7 separate regions of the Mus musculus genome follow, and all the other regions are linked to region 1. Evidence: chromatin contacts called from public ChIA-PET, Hi-C, HiChIP or PLAC-seq and Micro-C data. All regions are on one chromosome and are shown on one strand. Each heading gives the region's core, a stretch centred on a gene start, on an enhancer-like site or on the middle of the called end of the contact. The rest is flanking DNA. Distances are from core to core; before and after follow the strand shown.

Region 1 (3,158 bases), core at 333-2,832:
TGTGCTATATGCCACTGCCAAGAGAAAAGAATCTTGCCTGGTCTCAGTTTTTTTCAGATTCTTTGACTCTAATAAGAATGAATATTAAACTAAATTGTTAGCAGCTGGTTGCCTATCTAAACCTAGCAAAGTTCCTGGGAGCTATTATAGAGGTTTTAGAAAGCTGACCTAGTGTGCCTCACACAGTTGTTGGAAAGAGTGGCCTCTTTTCCAGGTGCATTGTTACAGTCGTTCAAATTCACCATCAGAAAAGCAGGGGACATTTCTCCCCAACAGTGAAATCTGCTAAGGCAAGGTACACACCTTCCCTACATCTTGACTGTTCTCCACAGTTCTGCTAGAACTTTTGTGTAAACTTTTCCTTATCCTTGGCTACTTTTGTTATGGAAGCCTCTCTCCTGAAGAACGCCTGCATCTTTGAATAGGATCCTAGCCATGTCTCCCAGGAGCCTTTGCGGGATTTCTGCACTTGCCTGACACCATGTTTAAATGACACTTTCGTGGTTTGCAACAAAAAATAACAGGCCTTTTTCAGGAGATGAACAAAGAACAACAAATAAAGTCATATCGCCAAGCTTGGATAAATAAATACTAGGCAAATCTACAATTTAAAAATCTCTTGTAAGAACCAGGGGAGATTCTTAACATCTTTCTTATTTAGGCCTCCACAACCCCCCCTTTCCTTTGCAGGAAATAGTTTCATTTTTCTGCCAATAAATTGCTTTGTGATATATATTTTGAGATCAACTTAGCTTTTTCTGCTTTTTGGCCTATTAAACGGAAGGCTCGGGGGTTGGGGGGTGAATCAAACTTTACAACCTGGTATTTTCACATCTGGCAACTTTTCGTTTCCTGGATATGTTAGATAATTTACAAACTATGTGTTTTGATGCCTTGTCACTTAAAGTGTATTTAGGGAGGTTAAAAAAAAAAAGTCCCCCACTGAACAATCGGTTGAATATGCTGCAAACCATGCTTTATCTAAATACCCCCACAAAAATACCCCACACTGAGTATTTATAATTTTAGATGCCACACATAAAGTGTATACATGTTGCAGTAATTATATACATATTGAATGCGGTAAGGGAGAAAGATGGATATTATTGTAACTCTCATTCAGTCACTGATGAAAATTTTGTCAACCCAAAATGAAAATCTACAAAAATCCCTTGTTAAAAGCACCTTCACACTCGTATTGAAACTGTGTGTGTGTGTGTGTGTGTGTGTGTGTGTGTGTGTGTGTGTTTAATACGTCCACACACTATGAAATGTTTTTGGATCAAGTCTGAATACAATATATTTTAGGCTTTCTCTTCCTAAAAGGGTAATACAGAGCTTGTGAAAACGCAGGTCCATTTCTGAGTTAGTTGTTTACGAAAAAGCACATGCTAATGTAACAGTGTATATGGAATTAAAGAGAAAATGTCAAACACGCCGTGACATCCAAAATACATTCAGCTGCTGCCTTTTACTATGGGGACTTTCATTCTGCCGCGGACTGCCTCCAAGACCCAGTGGTTTTGTGTGTTGGGTTAAAAATAGCCTGCCAAGCCTGACAACTAGATTCTGATTGGCCCGAAAGGGAGGCCGTTCAGCCAATGAGAGCGTCTGGGAACAAAAGCAATTCTTTTGTGTGTATGTGTGTGAGAGAGAGATGCTCAACCCACGTCAAAACAGCTTCGGGCTGTAGAAATGATTTGGGTAGAGATTTAACAAGGTAATAATGCATTTCAGCCCTCTGAAAGGTTTGAAGCGGAACAAAGCGGGGGGTGGGGTGAGGGGAGCCGGGAAATCTACAAAAGAAATGGAGCCAGAGCTCAGCTTCTACCGATGAATCATATGGGTGTTCGTGCTACAAGCAATACTCGTTTTCCTTCCCCCCACCTCCCTGAGACCTTTACTTACTTTTCAGGCATTTTCTCCTCCCAAACAGACAAAAGCCATCAAAGGCTTTTTACTAATGTGCAAGTTTGTTGTTGTGATTCGCTGGCAAGGAGAAAGGGACAAAACCCAACTACAAAACTCATTTCATTAAATGTCACAAAAAGAAAACAAAGACCCATGAGTTGTACGCCGTGAGTAGTGAAGATCCTGAAACTTTGAGCTTTAGATTGTGGGTATCAAACACAGCCCACACTCTCAAAGACAGTTCCGGGTCGCTCTCCAGATATGGAAAACAAAGAGGGACTTGATTAGAGACAGCTCTGGGTGCTCAAGGCCTTGCGAGCATCGGGCCGCCAGGGGTCGCTGTTGCACAGTCGACGAATCTCTTCCGCGGCGCTTTCCTGTGTGTCTTTAAGGAAAGAAATAGGATTTGATAGGTACTTCTAGCTTAGGACTAAAAAGGGGTTTGGGGGGGGGGGGTGAGGGGGCGCTGTCGCCGTTTGAAATCCTTAAGTACGGCTTATGATCAACACTATGGGACAAAGCAACCGAAAACACAATTTACTATACAGGGAATTTAGTGCCACGGAGGACAAATGTTGCTGCAATAACTTGGTATTGTGACTTAAGAGAGCTTTTCCTAAACCACGTCGCGATTTTAAATTAGATGAAAAGAGTGAGCACACAACGCTGTTACGGATACCTTATTGTCTCCAATATGTATATGCGAGTGACCTGTGTAATGTACCCAGCCAGACGTGTTTTGGCAAAACAATTCAGATAATACGTGGCTTACATATTAACCACAGAGGAAAGTGTCAGTTCAACACACTGTTTTCCTCTTGAGCGTAGATTTCACGGTACAGGACACATAAGCAAAACTTAAGAAACCTTTACTCCTGGTGTGGGTGTGGCATCTAAAATAACCCCGCTTCTGAGTAAAAGAGGAACAAACGTTTATAGTCTAATTGGGCATGATAAACTAACAATGCCCAAACATTTTCTGTTTGAGAAAAAGCATAACATATTTATTTGTGAAGTATTGTTCCAAAGTACATATTGGAGCCAGTAATGGACTTTTTTCCCCTGTTCATATTCATCTAGCAAACATACAAAACTGGAAGCGTCCTGTGCCTTTCTTTTTCTATGACACTCAATTATAATGCGTTGTACACAGCATATAAGGAACTAAAAGGCAAAGAATAAAACCTACTGATTAACTATATTTCCAAACAGCTACATTCCCAGAAGACTGTGTGTATGCCTGCCTG
Region 2 (3,158 bases), core at 408-2,907, 920 kb after region 1:
CTTTATTCTAGCTTTCCTTAAACAATAGTCATATCTGTTAGTTCATGGGAACAAAGCTTCCTGACCTCCACCCACACCCCTACAACTTCACATTATGCCCCAGTTGGTGGCCTTTATGTTCCTAGCAGGGACAGTGGTGGGTGTTTGTTTATTAAAGCATCTGTGATTGAGGCAGCAGGTGAGAATGTCTAATTCTAGTTGCAGCTGGCCTTGAATCCAATGCAGAGGGCAACCTCTGTTGGTGTATCAGTTAACCCAACAGGAAGGCAGAAGAAAGGAAGGGTAGGCACGGAGGCCATTTGTTCTGTTCAACTACCGCAGCTCTTCAGACAAGAGGAAGATGGCTAGTGCTTAAGATTTCTGTCCATCTGTTCCTTGGAAATGTTGTCATATATAAATGAAAGGACCACTCGGGTCTTCCCCTGCCTGTGACATTGGCACCAGGACACGCCCTCTGCACAATGGCTCTTGTTGAAGGCAGAGCCCCCAGGAAACCTGTCACCCCAAACAACTGTCACATTCTGTTGCGATCAGTCATAGAAAGAATGGCAGTGCCCTCCCCACCAGCACTGGGGATGGGTTGATGGTCACAAGACTGAAAAGACCTTGCCTTGTCTGCCAACAACAGGGGTCTGTGCAGCTGCCCGGCCCAGGCAGCTGGGGCTGCTGGAGGGTCTTCCCGCCCACTTCCTGTGTCTGGCTTTGATTTCTTGAAGGGCAGATGGTCTTACTCCAGTATCCTCCCGGTTAAGCCAGACAAAAACAAGTCCAAAGCTGCCCTTGCCTGTCTGTCGCTCCTCCGGCTTTGTGTCACCCTATTCTGAGGTATCTGCATCCAGGTCTTTCTGTTTTAGAAAGCTCTGGTAGGGAAGCAAAGACCAGGAGGCAAAATGTGTAGATAATAAAAGAGAACTCCAAATAATTTTTGCTTGGAAATAACATATTGGAAGGCAGGTCTTCTTTTGTTGCTATTTGTTCTTTTGAGGTAGGCTCTCCTGTGGCTCAGGCTAGCCTCAAACGTGCTCTGTAGCTAAGGATAACCTTGAATTTACAACCCTCCCATCTCCACCTCCTGCTTGTTGGGGATTACTGATCGGTGTCTCCATGCCCAGTGTATGAAACGCTAGGGATCCAGACTCACCTGAGTCTGGCCTGCGGGACTGGGGTGGGGCCTGAGCATTGGGAGTTTGAGGAGCTGCCCCAGTTACTCTAATCTGCAGCAGAGCTAGAGAATCTGATCCCAGCTAAGGGTTTTCAAAGTTGACTGAGCATCAAAAGCCATGAGGGGGAGACTAGGAAAGCTGAGAGCACTCAGTGCCCTTCCCACCTTGAAATTGAGTTGTGCTGGAGCCTGGGTATATGCAGTTTCCTCCCTCCCTCCCATCGTCCCTCTCTTGTTTCCCCCCTATTCTTCCCTCCCTCTTTCTCTTCCCTTCCAAGGATTTCATTGGTGTCTTTTATCGCTAATACGTTGTCTTGTTTTTCCTGGTAAATTTTTTTCATAGTTAACAACCACATCTGTTGGTGGCACGTAACATGATGGCTTGCTGTACGCACAGGTTGTGGAATGGCTCCATTGAGCTCCTTCACATGTGTGCTGTCTCAAGCTTGCCTTTCTCCTTTCTCACCAGCACCCGCCCACACCTTCAGTCCCTCCCTAAGCTGCGGTCCTAAGTCACATGCTGAACTGTCTGACTTCAGACTTCACCAGCCCCATTCCCTCAAGCTTGGTGCAATGCACGGCTGTTAACTAATTTGCATGTCTCTTTTTCACAGTAAAATCTAACTAGCTCCTTTAGAAAGAAAAAAAAAAACCAAAACCAACCAACAACAACAACAATACCATCTTTCTCTGGTTTTTCTGCATTATATGGCAGATGTTCAATTACTGGTTGTGCATTGAGTAAATCAGGGTTGGTTTTGACAGTGAAAGACAAGCACGCAGGAAAGGTCCAGCCATCTATGGCATCTGATCTAATAACAGCCCCGCATTTCAGAGCATTCGTCTAGAGGAGGAGTTTCTGTGTCTTGGGATGTGGTGGGAGGGCTGGCATGGCAAAGCACTCGTCAGAACACCAGAATAAAAAAGGCTTTATGCATAAGCAGATTGTATGACATTACATCAACAACTCTCCTTTTAAAACTGGCATTTAATGAGTATCTCTATCAATAAAGGCCTTTTAAGAGCTCTCCATAAAATGTTGTGAAAAACGAGAACGTTTAAAATCCAGGCCAACAATGAGCCCCATTCACACGGCTTCCTCACACGCTTTCTCCAGTGTCCTGGGCTCAAACAGCCTCACTTATTCTCCGCCGGCGAAGTTGGCACATGCTAACCATATTGATTGTCTGATTACAAATAGAGCCCGTGGCAATGAGGGCTTACAAGAGGAACCCATTTGTCCCTCTGGGTTATACATGGATGTCAGACTTAATACACGTTCAACCACAGAGCAATGGAACCAGGTAGGAAAGTGTGATTCCCAGGGAAATTAGACTCCTGGGGTGAACAATAACTTCGTTGTTTCACGGGAACCTTTCGGAGCCATTCCAAAGAGATGTTTAAACAAGGGTTTACTAATCCTTACTAATTTCTAAAGTAGCTACTCTCCAGGAAGAACGGGCTGTCTCTTGTTCTTCATTGATCGATAGAACATTTAACAGCAACAATGTGAGGTTATACAGCCAGAGCTCTTTTGGAGTCTAAAACCCAGAACTGGCAATGAGATATTTTGGCAGAGGGATAGAATTTGCATGGGAGTAGGGAGTCAGTTGCTTTTATTTCTGTGGCCTTCTGCTCAGATGACCACTGAAAGGCAGGTTTGTCCCTGTGATGCAGAAACCAGTCCCTGGAACGGTACCCTGGTGCTATCATTAACGATATCAGGGAAAACCTGATATGAGAGCTCCTTTGAGTTTCTGGTCAAAATGGTTTCACTGTAGCTCCGTGCCTCTCCACGCCTCTGTTTCCTACCATTGGGTTGGATTTTCCGATTTGAAAAATGTCAAGATACTTGGATGTTGACTTTTTAAATCTAGTCTATCACTGTGGAACTGCGTTCCACGCCACTGTTGGCAAATGACCAATGGGTTGGATGTGATCCAGTTAGAGTTTCTATAGGTTGTGCTTGGCTTTCCTTTTTAACAATCAAAGGTGG
Region 3 (3,158 bases), core at 265-2,764, 840 kb after region 1:
GCCAGCAAATGGTTATAAGATGAGAAGCAGGTTCAGGGCCCTGTGTAGAAGGCTGCAACATCTGCATGGAGTTTCTGGAGGCCTCGCTCCTCTGTGATCTTTCCTCTTTGGGTGTCTGGGGATTCAGCTTTCTTTACACAAACATCTTTCAACCAAGGAGCACTTTGCATCTGTATCCATACAGCAAGCCTGTCATTTTCACACAACAATAGTAATGGAGCCACATGGCTGCTGCCCTCTGGCCCCCATCCAGTGCCATGCTGATACCTAACCTACCTAAAAGGCAAATTTGGTCACGTTATTTCCCCAGCTAACATATATCTCTTGCCACTTGGCTACAGCTCCACAGTACTTTTCAAGATCTAACTCGTCCCCAGCCTGGGCTTTATGCTGTTGAATTTGCTGCCCTCCCTGTCTGATGGAACCTGAACGTCTTCTGTGTATGTGTGCTCCCCCCATCTTGCACCTGCTCCTTCTTTTCTCTTTGGCTGAGATTTGAACTCCCTTCACAGACGTAGTACTACTATTGTAGTGTTGCCCTGAATAAACCCCAACATCATTTTAGAAGATCCAGAACTTCATTTGGAGGGTTTTTTTGTTTTTTGTTTTTTTCCTGTTCCTTTTCACACAGGGCTGTGATGGTCTAGCTTGGACCATCCTCAGTGGCAGGGACAGTGACTATACTCATTAAACGACTTCTTGATTCAATTTCTTGACTTTTGTCAGTATTTCTCCAAATATGCTCTAAAGAAAAATTGTATCACAGTCTGAGAAGATCAGTGGATAAGAGAGCCTCCTGTCCTTCTAGATCATAATTTACTTCCTATCACCTTTGCAGTCACCTGGAACTCCAAGTCCAGGGGGTCTGATGCCTCCCTCTGGACTTCATGGGCACCTACACGAACACACACACACACACACACACACATGCAAGCACGCATGCAATCGTGCATTCATGCTTGAAAATAAATCTTAGAAAAAAAATGTAACCAGAAACACTTGGTGGTGAACTGTGCAGATCTCCTGTTCTTATTTGAAACGGATGAGAATCACCTAAAAGCACTTTCAACTTTTCAGTGCCAGGCATTGTCTTTTAGTCTGTTTTGTTCAATTGCTAACTCTACAAAGCAAAAGTAAGTTTCAAACAAAAACAAACAAGAAGCCCCAGCTGCTTCCAATCCACAGGTCCAGTGCTACCTCTATGGAGGTTTGGGATCCAGGCTCATGTCATCTTTGCATATCCAGTCTTGTTCACCATCATTTCCATTCCAAGATTTTCTGTTTTATTTTGTGATTACCTTGAGTACCCATTTAGGCTGCAGAGAGTTAATTAAGAAATTGTGGCAGGCCCTAAAGACAAGACAGGGAACATTTCACATTCAAACCACAGCATAGCCCCAGGCCTGGGTGCAAGAGAAGTATTAAGTACAGCAAGCAAGCAAACAAACCGTTGTGTTTTGTGGATCAAAAGCACATGGCCCAGAGAAGCTCTGAGTGCTGTACCACAGGGCAGAAATGTAACCAACGCAAGGCCTGCTGTTTCCTTAAGAGGAGGCTAAGGCAGAACCGGCGGTGCTCGGCTATTTCTTTGCACAAATCCTTGGCGTGGGCTGTGAAATGTCAAATGTAGATTTGATTAAGCCCAACTCTAAAGCCCTAAGGCAAGTGTGTATCCACGGTTCTAATGTAATTATCGGAGCCACCTCTGTCTGCTACTAGGGCTGAGCTAGCACCCCATCATGGATACCAACGTCTACAAAATGAAGCCTGCAATTGATTGATTCATCACATCCCAAGTAGAAAGAGCCTAAAAAGCTCGACCAGGCTGGCTCCTCCTGAAAACTGAAGCATTAAATTAAGTAGCGGAACCAGCAGACCTGCCTTCTGATAGTCTGAAAAGGCGGAGCAAAGCATGGGCCCTAAAGAAAATGGTAGAGATCAAAGTTCTGTTGCCCTTTCGAGCAGCAAGGCTCTGGACATTTCCAATCCTTCCTTGAGATGATAACCCATACTTTGAATTCTTGGAGGCTGTGATCAATAATGAGTCTTCAGACTGAAGGATTCAGGAGATGAAAGGGGAAAAGTGGTGTTTCCTGGATCCATACACTGGGAGAGCAGGCATACAGGGAGCATGAGCGTAGATCAAATTAAACTAAATGCAGCAGCCTCACTGGGGCAGATGAGATTTCACCACTGCATTCTCAGAGGGAAGAAGAGGATGCACTGCCTACACCCAAGTTAGCCACTAGCCAAAGCTCTACTTTGTTTTGTGAAATTCACATCATATTATTTCTTCCTCCTCCTCCTCTTTTCTTCATCTTCTTCATCCTCCTCTCTTCCTCTTCCTCCTTCCTTCTTTCTTCCTGCTTTAAAATGTGTTCCTGTCCTCTTTTAAGGACTGATTGGAACCAAGATGACAAGAACCAAACCTCCAGAGAAAGATCGCTGTACTGTGAAATTCAAGCAGAGAGAAATGGCACAGCCATGTTCGACCTCACCCAGTAGTGGAATCTAAACACGCTCCACATGGTTCAGAGAGAGAACCAGAGAGAGGTCTGTCTGGTGAGATAAGTCACCAAAAATTTAAAATTTGCTTATCACCCTTCACAGAAATGAGCCATATTTTCAAGCTCCATGAGCTTCCTCCAATTTGACCAACAAAGTTAGAGTGTTGAGAACAGTTTCCGCGTGACTCTAGAACCAAAGTCTTATTTTGGGGGCTTTTGGAATTGTCTCTGTCCAGATATCCAGAGGTCAGAGTGGTCTTTGTTGGAGACTCTGTAGGAGGCTCACCATAGGAGAAAGATCATTTCCCAGCTGAGAGCCATCCAGGAGATAGGGGAGGGAAACAGATGGTTTTATGAGGGTTTGACTTCTACTTTAAGCCTCGATTCTGGAAATGGCAGTGGTATTGTGGTTCAGCCCTGGTAGCATCTGTCACAGGGATGCCAGGCTTAAATATCACAGTGCTCTTTCAAGCACAAATTATATTAAAAGTAGTTTCTGCCTTCCAGGGACTCCCTTGCCTTAAAAGCATCCATCGTCTGTCTCCTTCTGCCTGTGTATTAAACCTAAGCTCATAGATATTCCCTCCGGCTTGCCTTCATCTGGTCTTCCATCTTTTTACCATCGTGTCCTGTAGACCAAGGACTGTCAGA
Region 4 (3,158 bases), core at 311-2,810, 810 kb after region 1:
AGAATCTCTTTGTATAGCTCTGGCTGTCCTGAAGCTCCCTTCCTCTATGGACCAAGCTGGCCTTGAATTCAGAACTCTGCCTGCCTCTGGAGTGCTAGGATTAAAGGTATGAGCTACCACCACTGGGCAGGTCATGGGATTCTTGTAGCTACCACCAACACCATCTAACCTCGCCGTTAGATTTCCTAAAAGAATGCTTGGTGCTGGGTTAAGGCAAAATCATGTTGACCTCAAGCTCTCTGGGTCTAGATAGGGCAGTCTGCTCTAAAATGTTTCTTCTTGGATTCAAGAAATTAGTTTAGCAAGTTGTTTGACTAGGAAGGGAAGTGACTCAAAGGTCTAATCCCTAACTGATTGTCCAAGAGAGTCCCTGGGCCCTATCTGTGAGGAACTTGGGGAGACTGAGCACTTACTGGTTATTAATGTTTTTTGAAGTTATAATGCAACCAGTGTAACTATTCAAGAATGTGTTTTTTCTCTCAGTAAACAACATTACAGGGCCTTCTCAGTTACAAGTGGATTCAGAAATCTCTGCAGACCTGACTGTTAGAAGAATTTTCTGGGTACCAAGGAGCTACTGCCTCTGTGGCTTCTTTCCAACCCCTACCAAAGTGTAAATTATCCCCCAAGACACAAGGCTAACGCTGTCTTGCCCTTGGGAGTGCCTTACCCTAGAGAAGTGTCACTTGGGAGACATCAAATTCCCTGACCTTGCCCACACATGACAGCTTGTGAGAACTCCTGAGGAACTAGAGATTAGGAAAGGAAACATCATCAAACAGCTCTCCAGTCTGCCTCTGCCACCTCCTGTGCCTTCAGCCACTGAGCAGATGGAGCCGTGGCATTTGTTAGGAGCCTGGGATGCATTCAGGAGCATGTCCTCATTCTCACAATGGGCTCAATCCCCAGGATCTGAGCATCGATAGCCTTCAATATCCCTCTAACCTCCTTTTGCTGTGCAATGCATCTATGCTCACCCGCTGATTTCACACTGTATCTCTTTCATCCCCTGTCTCACGATGGACTCCTGCCGTGCTAGAAGCACCTGTCTGTGTCCTTCCTAACAAGTTGTACACACGGTCAGAGCATGGAAAATGACAGTCTCCTAGGGGTGATCCCTCCCCGGGGTTCCTCTTTCCCAAATGATCCAAGAGGTCACTGGGAGTCTTCCTCACACAGCCCTTCTGTAGGGAGCTGACGGCTTCTACCCACCTAGCTGGGAATTCCTGTGGCTTTGCCAAACTCTGAACTGGACAAGGGAGGAGGTGACAACTGTCACAGTCATGACTAGTGAGAAATGCAAAGAGTAATATGAGACAGATCAACTGAAGTGTGCCCCCAGTGAACCATGCCTCTTCACTGTTCATTCTTCAAGTCCATATTCAGACTCCTTCTGCCTTGGAGCAACAGCAATCCTCTGGGGTCTGGAAGGATAGGAGGATCCATTTCTGGCTAGGAGTTTCAGGTTCTACCACTACAGGCCTGCTGTGACAGATTTCTCTTGGCCTGACAAAAGACACAAGTCGACTTACCCCAGAAAGGGAACTTGCAACAGACCAGAGTAACGATTGCAGCATTGTGCAATTTGGTAAATCAGTGAAATTTTTTTCTGGGGATACTCATAAGGATAACTCAAATGTGGCTGAATCACCAGAAAAGTTGACCCCAACATAGAAGACACCTCCCCCAAATTGAAAGCCTGGAGCTTCCTACACAATTGGGAGGCAGCTTCACTCAGTCAGTCTCTCCCTCTCCCCTGTCTCTCTCCATCTCTCTCTGTCTTTGTCTCTCTTTCTCTATGTTTCTGTCTCTCTTTCTCTCTGTCTCTCTGTCTCTGTCTCTGAACTTTGGCAGCACAAAGTCTTCAGTCTTCACCCTAGCAATTCTTTACTCCTTTTTATACTGCTGAATAGGTGCCCTCAAGGATCTTTCAAGTTTTTGTTCTCCTGGACATGTGACCTTTGGTTTACTTCCTGAGTCTTCAAAATGCCTTCTTCCTTGCTGGGGGAAATGTATCAATTGGAAGGGAACACTACAATTTGGAAGAAAATACCATACTCCAAGATCATAACTTCAGGAGAAATATAACACCCCAGTTTAGACTTGTCACTGTAAACTGCTTTGTGTTCTCTTCAGGAGGTGACATTGACATGGGCAATAGAGTGACTTTGTCCTAGAGAGGCAAGAAGATGACATAGGCTAAGATATGCGTGTCTGGGAACAAAGGAGCAACTCCTAAGAGTGTGATGGTTAACATTTGTCAACCTTTGACAGAATCCACGATCATCTAGTGGACAAATGATTGAGTAAGTTGAGCATTGATCTGTCCCCATTTCCTGATAGTAGATGCAAAGTGACCAGGTGCCTGCCTCCATGACTTTGCTGCAATGATGCTCCATGCCTTAAAACTGTGAACCTGCATAGAACCTTCCATTAAGATGTTGTTGTCAGGTAGTTTTTCATAGCAACAAAAAAAGAAACTAACACAGTTTCAGCTACCAGGTTGAGGAGATGCTCATAGTTAGATATTCAAGCTTACAGGGACAGTGAGAGTCCCAGGAAGGATTAATTGGGAATTTAACAATTCTGGAGCTTTGGAAAACAAGTCTGTTCTAAAGATATAAACTTGGGGCATAGGAAAGAGAAGGAAACCAGAATGACATTAAGGGTGGGATGTCCCAGGAACCAAATTGGAGAAAGGTGAGATGTGTGGGTAGTGGTGACATGAAGGCCAAACTAGGAGGGATTGGGAAATTTTCAATGAATAGGTGTGATCCAAGTCATGTAGTCCAAGAGTTGGTGGCCATTGAAATGCTAGTGCCCATTGAAGAGGGCCAATACAAGGCCTTGAAATTTTACTGGGTACTCTTGCTTCTCAGCTTCTTCACTGGGAAGCAATGGGGTTGTGTGGATGTCTTCTCTTCAATGAAGTCAGAAAAAGATAATAGAAAGCAATAAAGACAAAGTGCATTCTATGTGTGAAGGTAAGAGTAGATAGATTTTTCAAAAATTGAGAATCCAGTCCTGCCTGACAGCACTCTAAAGAGCCCACTCTATAGTGGGAAATTGGAATATTCCTCAAAGTCCTATATATTAAAGGCTTGGTCCTAGTCTACAGCATCATTGGGAGATGGTGGAACTGTTAGGAGATGAAGTCT
Region 5 (3,158 bases), core at 281-2,780, 790 kb after region 1:
TTGTTCTGAGAACCGTGTGAATTTATAATTTGCATTATTGTTTATATGGGGTGTTATGTTTCCCACATTTGTTGATGTTTTGTATAAGCATCTTGGAGATAATAGCTTTTTAAAGTACAAGGTTTTAATGATACTTGGCCCAAGTCTCCCTACCCATGGTGTGTGTGTGTGTGTGTGTGTGTGTGTGTGTGTGTGTGTGTGTGTGTGTATGTTTGTGTGTGTGTACTGGATGTGATTAAATGCACCAACACTAATCTTTAACAAGAGAGGCTATTTTTAACTTCTGTCTCTCAGGGCAAACAGAACCCTACCCAGAGGTGAGACGTGTTCCTAGTCTGGGCGGTCGGTAATTCTCCTTCACTCCTGCAGCCCGGTTGCTAGAAGAAATGAGAGTCAGCATGGACAAAGCCAGCAGGGAACGAGGGGCACAACCAGTATCTGCAGCAAGTACCAAACCCGGAGCCCCATCCACAAAACTCAATTAGGAACAATTGGTTGTGCTGAGTGAGGTCAGCTCCAACCGGGGCCCATGAGCTGAGCTGGTTATTAGTGTTGTCAAGTTGCTCAGACAAGTGAATCAGACATCGTTCGTTAGCATTTATCTTTGAAGACGAGGTGGCTAAACAATAAACCGTTGAAGATTTGTTTAGGTGCTTCGTTTTTCTATTCCCCTCTACATGTTTATATGAATTATTTGGTCCTGTACCAGAGAGGATTGTGTGGTAGTCTAATGAGATTTGAGCGTCAGCTGACACAGTTCTTTGTCCCAGTGTCTGGCAGGGGGAGCTGCTTATTTACATGGTCGCTGCATGGTCCTTTTACATCTGTCATTTAGCTCAGCTCGAGTTCTCCGTTACCCAAATAAAAATGAATCACCTCGGGCATCCGTTTGGGATTGCTGCCTTTGAAGTATAGCGGTAAACCCGCTGCCTCAGCATCTGAGAGATCAGCTCACTCTATCACCTAGAATTCTAATCCTGCATTTGGAGGCTTAGAAGTCCAGAGATGGAGGAAATGGGAAGGAAAAGAAGGCTGATCAAAGAATTCACAGTGCTACAAAAGGAATTTACATGTCTCTCTTCCTTTTCTTCTCTCTGTCTAAACAGGTATGTCATTTATCAGGAAAGTTAGTGTTGTTTCCTTTTGTTTTGTTTTTAAGCTGCCTGTAAGGTAAACTTAGCACATCATTGCAATCTATCACCTTTTATAGAAGTAAGGGTACATTTTTTTTTTCAGTGGGAAGATATTGATGTCCATATTTTAAAACTCCTATAATGGGTGGTGGGTCACTTCAAAAGTAGAAGCTAAAATTTTTAATAATAAAACAGAAGGAAGAAGCCTGAGAATAAATTGCAGCATGAGAACACAAAGGGACTCAGGTCATTGTCGCAGCCTTAACCAGAAGCCAGACGATCTAAAAGAAAAATAGCGAACGCCACAGCGTCGACTGGAACACACCATGGGGCAGAACAAAACGGCCGTCTTATGAAAGGCATTTTTTCATTTTTAAGGAGGATGCGCCTGTGCGTTCGCGATGACAAAGCACAGACTGAGAATGGGTCGTTCACACTGACAGGTTGTTTCCTGTTGGGCTAACTGCTTGGGTTGGAGTTTCTGTCTCTCAAATAGTTTTAAAGGAAGAAACAGAAAAGCTAATCTTTCATAAAAGGAGAACTGAGTTTGGAATCACCATACCTGGGTTCTTCCTATGGCTCTTTCTCTCTGAACTAATTAATTAAATTTCCTAATTCCTGAACTAGAAGTAGAAGTAGGGTTCTAACTGCCTGCAAGAAAGTCTGTAGGGCATTTTCTTGATTAATGATTGATGTGAGGGGACCCAGCTCACTAGGGATGGTACCAACTCTAGGCAGGTAGTCCTGGGATGTATAAGAAAGCAGGTTGAACAAGCCAGTGAGCAGCATTTCTCCATGACTTCTGTGTCAGTTCCTGCCTCGAGGTGCCTGCCTTGAGTCCCTGTTTGGCTAGCCCTTCATGACGGACTGTAAGCTGTGAGCTGAAATAAACTCTTTCCTTTCCAAGTTGCTTTCAGTCGCAGTGTTGTCTTACAGCATAAAAACCCAAGAAAGTCTTGAAACATCTCAAAGGGAGCGGTTGAACTCCTGTTGTCAGTTTGGAAACGTGATCCCCCACATTCCCAGGGAGCAGATATAAGAGACTAGGGAAGGGAAATGAAGTCAGAGATAGGCTTCTCCAGCTGCCTGCGTTGGGAGGAACCAGAACTTGCTGCAGTGTCTTTTGCCGCTGCCCAGAGGGTGCTTTGCAAGGTTCTCTGCCCCAGAGGGTGCCTTACAGAGCAATCTGCCCCAGAGGGTCTCTTTCAGAGCGCTCTGCCCTAGAGGGTGCCTTTTAGAGCCATCTGCTCTCTGGATAAAGCACACTCAGTGGTTTCCATTCCAAATCTCATGGGCATCAACTCCAAAGCGTGTTTAAATTGTGCAGGTAAATACCAGACATTTCCACTAATGTCCTAAACTGAGTGTCAGGGACGAGGTGAAGAACTGCCACCTTCCACCTGCTCCAGCCTCTCAAAACTACATGGAACTGGCTATTGTAGGACCGCCTACGGTTCAGTTCAATCCCCAGAGCCCATGTTAGAAACGCTGAGTGTGGTGGCTCCAGGTTATCCTACCGCCAAGGAGGCAGAGGTAGCAAATTCTCTCCACTCCTGGGGGGCGGGGGAAGCTTCTCTGGCCAACCAACCTCATCTACTCTGAGTTCCAGAGTGGGTGACCCTGTTTCCAAAAACTAATGGCTGCCGGGTGCGCGCGCGCGCGCACACACACACACACACACACACACACACACACACACACACACACACACACACACACACACATACAGAGCTATTACCACTGTGCTTAGACAAGAAGTAGAGCTGAAAGGAATTTAAAGTCTGACCATGAATTGAACTGTGTACTAAGGAAAAGACATAGTTAAACGTTAAAATTTAAAACAATCACTTTTTTTTTTCCTTGTTCACAGTAAATTCATTTTATTCCCAAGTCCACATGCATGTCCCCGTGCCATAAGTGAAGATTCTTCAGTAAACAGAAAATGCAGGGCGACCTTAAATCTGGTCATTCTGAGCAGTGTGAACTTGAAATAACTTTCCATTGGCTGAACATCAGTTTCTTAAT
Region 6 (3,158 bases), core at 271-2,770, 760 kb after region 1:
TTTAATCATGAAATAAATGAAATTCCTTTTACACTTAAAGAGATGGGATTCAGCTTTTCAAATCATGGCTTTGTTAATCACTATAGTGAGGCACTCTACTGAACCCTACTGTACTTACAGGTCCTGGGTTATGACTGGAGAAAGATGCACAGTACAGGAAAAAAGTAGGGGACATCTATTTGGACAGTTGATTGACTATTTCAGCAATCTTTGGCCATGAATTTATAAGGACGTGCTAGAGTGTTGTTCAAGCCCAATTGTGTCTGTCTGTCTCCACTCTGTCTGGAACTATGGTTTTTCCAAGACATCTTTTATAGGTTTCTTTGGGATCCTTTCCTTATTTTTAATTTATTCCTCTATTTCAAATCCTAGATGTCTTATGTGTGTGCTGCATCTGCTGTTGTTGTATGTGGATAGGGGTGCTGTGTGTGGTGTATGAGCACATGTGTGTGCTTGTGTGTGGAGGTCAGAGGAAGACGTTCGATGTCTATCTCTATTGGCCTCCACCTTTGTTTTGAGATGAGGTCTCTTACTGAACCTTAAAGCTGTTTTGGCTGAGCTAGCTATCCAGAGAGCTTGTGAGATCTGCTAGTCTTAGTTCCCCACTACTAGAATTAAAGGCATGCAAGGCCAGGCCTAGTTTTTTCTTTTTCTTTTTAATAATTTTTTTTTTGTCTTATGTGCATTGGTGTTTTGCTTACACACATGTCTGTGCGAGTGAGCTTGTCAGAGCCCCTCGAACTGGAGTTACAGATAGTTTTGAGCTACTGTGTGGGTGCTGGGAATTAAGCCTAGGTCCTCTGGAAGAGCAGCCGGTGCTCCTAACCACTGAGCCATCTCTCCAGACATTCCCCACCCCCATCCCCCTTTTCAAACTTTGACCCTAGGAATTTGAACTCAGTTTCTCTTTCTTTCATGCCATGCACACTAGCCCACTGTGGCCCTATTTCCAGATTCCTGGATGGCTTTTCATGAAAGAAAAAACTTTGATCTGTGTTAGAAATTCATTTCAAGTGAGAACATCTCAATTTTAAAGTTCTAAGCAAGCCACTGGATCCTTAGGTTAGAAGTGCTTAAACAACCCCGTGAGGACTCCCAAAACAACCCAGCAGGTGCAGGTCCTTACCACCAAGCCTACGCGTTGCACTGGATCCCCAGAGTCCATAGAAATATGGAATGAGTGAATGAACTCTGACCTCTGCAATGGCTGTGTGTTTATCTACTTATACACATACTCTCTGGTTACCCTAAAAGCTCCAGGGTCCCCCAGGTTCCTTGGTTGATTAGTGTCTCCCTTCTTCCTGGCCCGTCTGATGCGATGGCCGACTTAAGGGAAGAATGGTGAACTGCTCTCAACCAACTGCAAGGACAAGGAACTGGCATGTCTTTCTCCCCTTGGAAGTGGCTCAGCCTTCATCATTGTGCTCCCCCTCAGTGCCTCTCCTCCCATGCCTGTGAGCATTGTTCCCTTCCTGCTGCTGGGGCTTCCTGGAGACTTGCTGTGTGAGGTTTAATGAGGGTCTGAGTCATTTCCCAGTCACGAGATTCAGCAGTACTAGGGAAGAGCCCAGGCTCACTAACTGATGAGAGTGTCTGCGAGCCTTTATAGATATCATCCAGAAGGTCTACACTGAACAGTTGTGTGGAAGCCAGAAGGCCCCAGACTTCTTGGTTTTGTGTATTGTGGGGACATTTATCACCCCACAGAACATGGTTGCAGCCTACAGTGGGCATCTTGGATAGCCAGGTAGCAGGAGAGACAACCTGAGTGTCAATGGCAAGAAGTCCAGAGCATCCGTTCTGCTTAAAAGGGAAATTGAAAACTTTTAGCAGAAATCTGATGGTCCAGTTGGCTATCATATGCCAAAGTGGGGTGCACTTCAGTGGTGAAGTAAAGAAACTTCAAAGAGATTTTGCACTGGAGGCAGACCCTTAGTCTGTCTGTCTCTGTCTCTGTCTCTGTCTCTGTCTCTGTCTCTGTCTCTCTCTGTCTCTCTCTCTAGTCTTCCTTTACTCTCCCCAGTTTCCCTCTCCCCTGCTGCTTGGGGTATTTCAGTGGGAACATTGAGAAAGACCATCCCAGGACAATGTTTTCCATGCACAAGGAGGTCATGACCCATGAGAGGCTTGTGAAAACAGATGTAGTAGGTCACAGACAACATTTAAAAAAAGACATTAGAACATCTGGGTTGCAGCAAAATTCATTATTTATTAGGGTTGGTGCTAAAAACGTGTTTCAAAGTTGACGCCCTATGGAGGAAACTGTGGTAACCTCTTTCCATACACAGAACAAGAGTAAAAAAAAAAATACTAAAATCAACTAACAGAAATAGTGTCTGTCAACTGATATTAGTCAACCTGATGACAAACAGAAGCCATGAGTAGCATCCTTAACAATTGGAGTATGTTATGTATACATATATGAAATTATCAAATAGGTAAAATTTTATTTTTTTAAAAAGAAAGACATAACTACCATTCCTCATTTTGTAATGTTATAATTTTTTTTTCTTATTGAAGTAGCTTCCAGGTTCTCCAGGTGAAGAATACAGTTTAGAATACGATTAATTCAGCATAGGGTAGCGTATATGTAAGTGTGTATGTGTGCATATGCATGTGTGTGTGCATACATGTGTGCATATGTATTCATGTGAGTACGTATGAAAGTGATTAAACTTGTTACGTATGGGAAGGAAAACATCTTGTTAGGAAATGCAATCTTTGGCCACAATTCTTTATTTCCATTCCTGCTGGTTATATGGTTACATTTGGTTACATTACAGTTTTCAAAGTCTAAAGTATGAAATTGCTTGGCTGGCGGATCTAGCTGCATGTTCCCCCTTGCAGATGTCCAGTGTATCTGACTGGTTTTCAGCCTGTGTATATAGCACCCCCCACCCAGAAGTCTGGCTTATGTTGGAATCATCTGTTTCTCTGACCTTTGCCTTTATTGATTTGTTTTCTTTCCTCCTATTTTTAATGTCGCTTTTGAGATTAAAGTCATTTTTCTTCTGCAACAGTGAACAGTGACTTTGTGCTGAGGAAATAGAAATTTTGATAAGGAAAAAAGGGATCCTGGCTCTGTTATGTGTTTTATGGTTTTGTTTTGCTTTGAATAAATCTTTTCAGAGATCAGTGATATATACAAGCCCTAGCTC
Region 7 (3,158 bases), core at 469-2,968, 740 kb after region 1:
AGCACATTTGGAAGTCCTTGCCTGCAAGAACGAATTGTGCTTATTGCTTGGTTGGTTGGCTGGCTAGTCTCTTTGTTCTGTGGGTAAAGGGCAGCAGTGAACTAGGAAAAGAAAACACGTTTTCAGATCTGAAAATCGACTCAGTTCAAAACACATTGCCCTGGCTGTCATGGTCCTTGAGTTCTGGTAAACTGGAGTGGGGGCCACTGACCCTGGTATCTATGTGTGGGGGTACATGTAGTACAACCGTGTGTTGGGGGATGTGTCACTGTGCAGCTGGGCATCTGGAGGGGAAAATTCATCCAGCTGTTGCTGAACAAGAGTAGGGCCTAATTCATGCATAATTCAGAGAGTTATGCATGTCCATGCATAATATCAGACATGCATGTCACAGAGGGAACAAATGGTCACTTTCAACCTCACTCTTTCTCTGGAGCACAGAGAGAAAGGCCACCTTTGTGCTTTTGTGTACCTTGTGTACCTTGACAGTGCGTCTGGAACTAGGTTTGCAGGTAGGGCCGTGAGAATGACCCTGGCTCCCCCTGGGAGCCCCTTTCTAACCAGTGTGGAAGGCAAACATGTGGACTCCTATGTGAACAAAGAATTGGTCAGATTTTTAACTCAATTCCATTGGAAGCACAAGCCTGATTAATTTCTCTTAGGATTTAATGCACAGCGAGGTTAGAAAAAAAAAATGTATCTTAAGCCTTTTCATCTCGTCTCTTTCTATTCAATCTTCCTCAGTCATCATGGCCAAAAGGAAATTAATTTCCTGCATTGGTAAGGGAGAATTTACCTTGCAAGCTAGACCTGACTTTTGCTTCCTGTCCTATCTTTTAAACTCCATTTCCCTCGAATCGTCCAAAGAAGAAAATCTGTAATGAGCAGGGTGTAAGCCAAGCTTCTTTTTAAGCTAAACCTCAACTGCCATGTTTTTTTTTTTTTTCAATGAATCACTGAGTTGTGTGGTGAGGGGATAAAGAAAACCAAAGCATTACACAGTAAACACCAGCCTATACCACCGAAATAAGGCGATGTGGTAACATACCCTTCCATCCAGCTCCTTTTCTAGAATAGTGTCTTCCCTTTGTTGTTTTTAGTCATAAAATGTCTGTGGCAGAGACGAGCCTCTTACATTGTAACTCAGATCTTTGTGGTGGTGATTGGTCCAGGACTGAATAATAAGTAGCATATTTATCCAAGACTACTTCCTGGGACTAAGAAGCCAGCCCTATTGTACTGCAACTGATAGAAAACTGAATCCTGATACTGCTGTTTTCTTCTCGTCCTATGATCTTGGTTTTGTTATTTTGCTTTCTTCTCCTTAAGATGGGGTCTCTTTTCTGTCCTGTAAAACCTCTCGGCATCTCTGTAGGAAGTTCTCTTCTCTCTGTTTAAATCCTGTTTAAATTGAGTCTCTATTACTTGCTAGGAAACGAATCTCAGGCAACACCTTCCCAAATCCCTCAAACCTGGTATCAGTTTGCTTTCCTCTTTGGATCAGCAGAACCCTGATTCCCTGAGGAGACATCAAGGGATGTAGAGGCCACGGTGGCTTCAATCTCCTTTCACTCACTGAGGTCTCGGGTGGATCACTTAGCCTCTCTGATATTACTGTTTCCTTTGCAGTGTTGCTTTGAGATCTAGACACCACAAGCGTGAATTAGTGAGCCCCATAGGCAGTCAACAGTGGCCTTTTAGACTCTAAAAATAGCTGTTGCAACAACACGAAAAGTGCTCCTCAGAGTGGGAAAGTGTGACAGAGACGGGGTTTCTGGGTCGTTTCGTTCATCTCTCTTCATCTCTCTTCTTTCATCTCTCAGTCTCTCTTCTTTACCCACCCACCTTTTCTTTCCAGTGCCCGGGGTCAAGCTCAGATACCCTCACATACTAGACAAGCAATCTTCTGATAAGCTGCACCTCCCCTTTTAATCTTTTCGTCCCCTTTCCCTTTCCGTTTATTTTTCCATTGGAGGTCCAAATATTCACCCATCTGATTACTAGGAAACAGCTACAGGGTTAGCAGAAAACTCTCTTTCAAAAGAATACCTGTGCATGCTTGCCACTTTCTGGTCATGGATCCTGTGTAGAGATCAGAGAACTTTTGGAGATCTGCTCTTTCCTTCCACCAAGAGTCATCCACTGAGCCATCCTGCCTGCCCCAGAGAACTTTTGAGTACAGTTTCTCGACAGAATAATTTTCTTCATCCTTTCAAAGCCACTCTATTGAGAGGTCCAGGACTTTCCCTATGACCCTGTCTCAGGTTGAGAGTCCCAGGGAGTGAGAGGCAAAGGTGTGCACGTGTTCAACAGAGGAGTGCTCATGGGAAGCCACACTAGTGAGCAATTGGCAAGACAGGACAAAAGACCAAGTGCTAGAGGTGTCAACCTGTATCCTACATAAACCTCTCCAAACTGGAATACCTACCAGGGCTGTTCTGAAAGAGGGCAAGGAGGTCTAGCCTTCCTGCCTCTGCCTCCAGGAGATCTTGCAACCAGGACTGAGCAGCTTCCTTCTGCCAAGGGAAAGTTCTATAAGGAGACTTTTTCTCCCATCATCATCATCCTCCTCCTCCTCCTCCTCCTCCTCCTCCTCCTCCTCCTCCTCCTCCTCCTCCTCCTCTTCTTCTTCTTCTTCTTCTTCTTCTTCTTCTTCTTCTTCTTCTTCTTCTTCTTCTTCTTCTTCTTCTTCTTCTTCTCTTTCTACTTTTTATTTTACTTTTTTTGTTTTTTGTTTGTTTGTTTGTTTGTTTGTTTGTTTTCTGAGACAGGGTTTCTCTGTATAGCCCTGGCTGTCCTGGAACTCACTTTGTAGACCAGGCTGGCCTTGAACTCAGAAATCTGCCTGCCTCTGCCTCCTGAGTGCTGGGATTAAAGGCAGGCACCATTTTGTGAACTTCTTTTAAATGGAAAGTAGATTCTTCTCTTATACAATGCACCCCACCCTCCACTTCTCCCAGCTCTCCCTTTCACCTCCATTTTCCCAGATCTGCTCCCCCTAATTTCTGCTGCAGAAAAGAGGGGGTCTCTTAGAGACAACAGTCAGACCGGATAAACCAAGATACAGTAAGACAAAGGGAAAGACAAGGTCACCCAATAGGAGGAAAAAAAAAGAGTCTCAAGAGCAGGCAAAAGAGTCAGAGATATACCCAGCCTCC

The links. Hi-C and Micro-C count contacts between places; a contact is called where the count stands out from the background. ChIA-PET counts read pairs in DNA pulled down with a chosen protein or histone mark. HiChIP or PLAC-seq counts read pairs in DNA pulled down with a chosen protein or histone mark.
Region 2: a contact with region 1 is called in an RNA polymerase II ChIA-PET map of memory CD8 T cells, with 10 times the contacts expected there. The contact joins two enhancer-like sites. A contact is called at or near these places in 1 of 15 datasets of contacts at CTCF or cohesin (large pre-B cells), 7 of 484 Hi-C or Micro-C datasets (B cells, CD4 T cells, bone marrow-derived macrophages and 3 more) and 12 of 115 datasets of contacts at active chromatin or transcription factors (Th17 cells, astrocytes, differentiating embryonic stem cells and 9 more).
Region 3: a contact with region 1 is called in a Hi-C map of the N1E-115 cell line, with 8 times the contacts expected there. The contact joins two enhancer-like sites. A contact is called at or near these places in 1 of 15 datasets of contacts at CTCF or cohesin (large pre-B cells), 4 of 484 Hi-C or Micro-C datasets (the MNK3 cell line, the N1E-115 cell line, adipose-derived mesenchymal stem cells and 1 more) and 12 of 115 datasets of contacts at active chromatin or transcription factors (the NIH/3T3 cell line, astrocytes, bone marrow-derived dendritic cells and 9 more).
Region 4: a Micro-C map of brown adipocytes shows a contact between it and region 1, with 2.9 times the contacts expected there. The contact joins two enhancer-like sites. A contact is called at or near these places in 1 of 15 datasets of contacts at CTCF or cohesin (the NIH/3T3 cell line), 2 of 484 Hi-C or Micro-C datasets (bone marrow-derived macrophages and brown adipocytes) and 3 of 115 datasets of contacts at active chromatin or transcription factors (bone marrow-derived macrophages, embryonic forebrain and large pre-B cells).
Region 5: a contact with region 1 is called in an RNA polymerase II ChIA-PET map of memory CD8 T cells, with 84 read pairs. The contact joins two enhancer-like sites. A contact is called at or near these places in 5 of 115 datasets of contacts at active chromatin or transcription factors (bone marrow-derived macrophages, embryonic limb bud, large pre-B cells and 2 more).
Region 6: a contact with region 1 is called in a Hi-C map of uterus, with 6 times the contacts expected there. The contact joins two enhancer-like sites. A contact is called at or near these places in 7 of 484 Hi-C or Micro-C datasets (granulosa cells, nephron progenitors and uterus) and 7 of 115 datasets of contacts at active chromatin or transcription factors (the NIH/3T3 cell line, bone marrow-derived macrophages, cardiomyocytes and 4 more).
Region 7: a contact with region 1 is called in an H3K27ac HiChIP or PLAC-seq map of thymic regulatory T cells, with 10 times the contacts expected there. The contact joins two enhancer-like sites. A contact is called at or near these places in 3 of 484 Hi-C or Micro-C datasets (the N1E-115 cell line, bone marrow-derived macrophages and cortical neurons) and 6 of 115 datasets of contacts at active chromatin or transcription factors (bone marrow-derived macrophages, differentiating embryonic stem cells, large pre-B cells and 3 more).

Annotation. Positions count from the first base shown.
Region 1 is chr10:97,312,230-97,315,387 of GRCm38.p6, reverse strand. No RefSeq gene overlaps it. Among named protein-coding and RNA genes, the nearest start is that of Gm34044, 78 kb to the right of the region's middle. Within about 2 kb of position 1,582, at least 387 of the 459 cell types and tissues checked have an H3K27ac peak or open chromatin away from gene starts, as enhancers often do. A contact at or near this core is called in B cells, the N1E-115 cell line, the NIH/3T3 cell line and 12 more, where this site is marked.
Region 2 is chr10:96,397,255-96,400,412 of GRCm38.p6, reverse strand. No RefSeq gene overlaps it. Among named protein-coding and RNA genes, the nearest start is that of Gm33782, 90 kb to the right of the region's middle. Within about 2 kb of position 1,657, at least 102 of the 459 cell types and tissues checked have an H3K27ac peak or open chromatin away from gene starts, as enhancers often do. A contact at or near this core is called in B cells, Th17 cells, cerebellum and 7 more, where this site is marked.
Region 3 is chr10:96,467,642-96,470,799 of GRCm38.p6, reverse strand. No RefSeq gene overlaps it. Among named protein-coding and RNA genes, the nearest start is that of Gm33843, 130 kb to the left of the region's middle. Within about 2 kb of position 1,514, at least 5 of the 459 cell types and tissues checked have an H3K27ac peak or open chromatin away from gene starts, as enhancers often do. A contact at or near this core is called in the N1E-115 cell line, where this site is marked.
Region 4 is chr10:96,500,668-96,503,825 of GRCm38.p6, reverse strand. No RefSeq gene overlaps it. Among named protein-coding and RNA genes, the nearest start is that of Gm33843, 96 kb to the left of the region's middle. Within about 2 kb of position 1,560, at least 40 of the 459 cell types and tissues checked have an H3K27ac peak or open chromatin away from gene starts, as enhancers often do. A contact at or near this core is called in bone marrow-derived macrophages and brown adipocytes, where this site is marked.
Region 5 is chr10:96,521,808-96,524,965 of GRCm38.p6, reverse strand. It overlaps Gm33843 (a long non-coding RNA gene), which reads left to right. Exons shown (of 4, transcript XR_380712.2): 4 at 295-542. Among named protein-coding and RNA genes, the nearest start is that of Gm33843, 75 kb to the left of the region's middle. Within about 2 kb of position 1,530, at least 23 of the 459 cell types and tissues checked have an H3K27ac peak or open chromatin away from gene starts, as enhancers often do. A contact at or near this core is called in memory CD8 T cells, where this site is marked.
Region 6 is chr10:96,548,818-96,551,975 of GRCm38.p6, reverse strand. All of the region lies in intron 3 of Gm33843 (a long non-coding RNA gene), which reads left to right. Among named protein-coding and RNA genes, the nearest start is that of Gm33843, 48 kb to the left of the region's middle. Within about 2 kb of position 1,520, at least 30 of the 459 cell types and tissues checked have an H3K27ac peak or open chromatin away from gene starts, as enhancers often do. A contact at or near this core is called in the NIH/3T3 cell line, bone marrow-derived macrophages and uterus, where this site is marked.
Region 7 is chr10:96,568,206-96,571,363 of GRCm38.p6, reverse strand. The region is part of intron 3 of Gm33843 (a long non-coding RNA gene); the gene reads left to right. Among named protein-coding and RNA genes, the nearest start is that of Gm33843, 29 kb to the left of the region's middle. Within about 2 kb of position 1,718, at least 25 of the 459 cell types and tissues checked have an H3K27ac peak or open chromatin away from gene starts, as enhancers often do. A contact at or near this core is called in regulatory T cell precursor and thymic regulatory T cells, where this site is marked.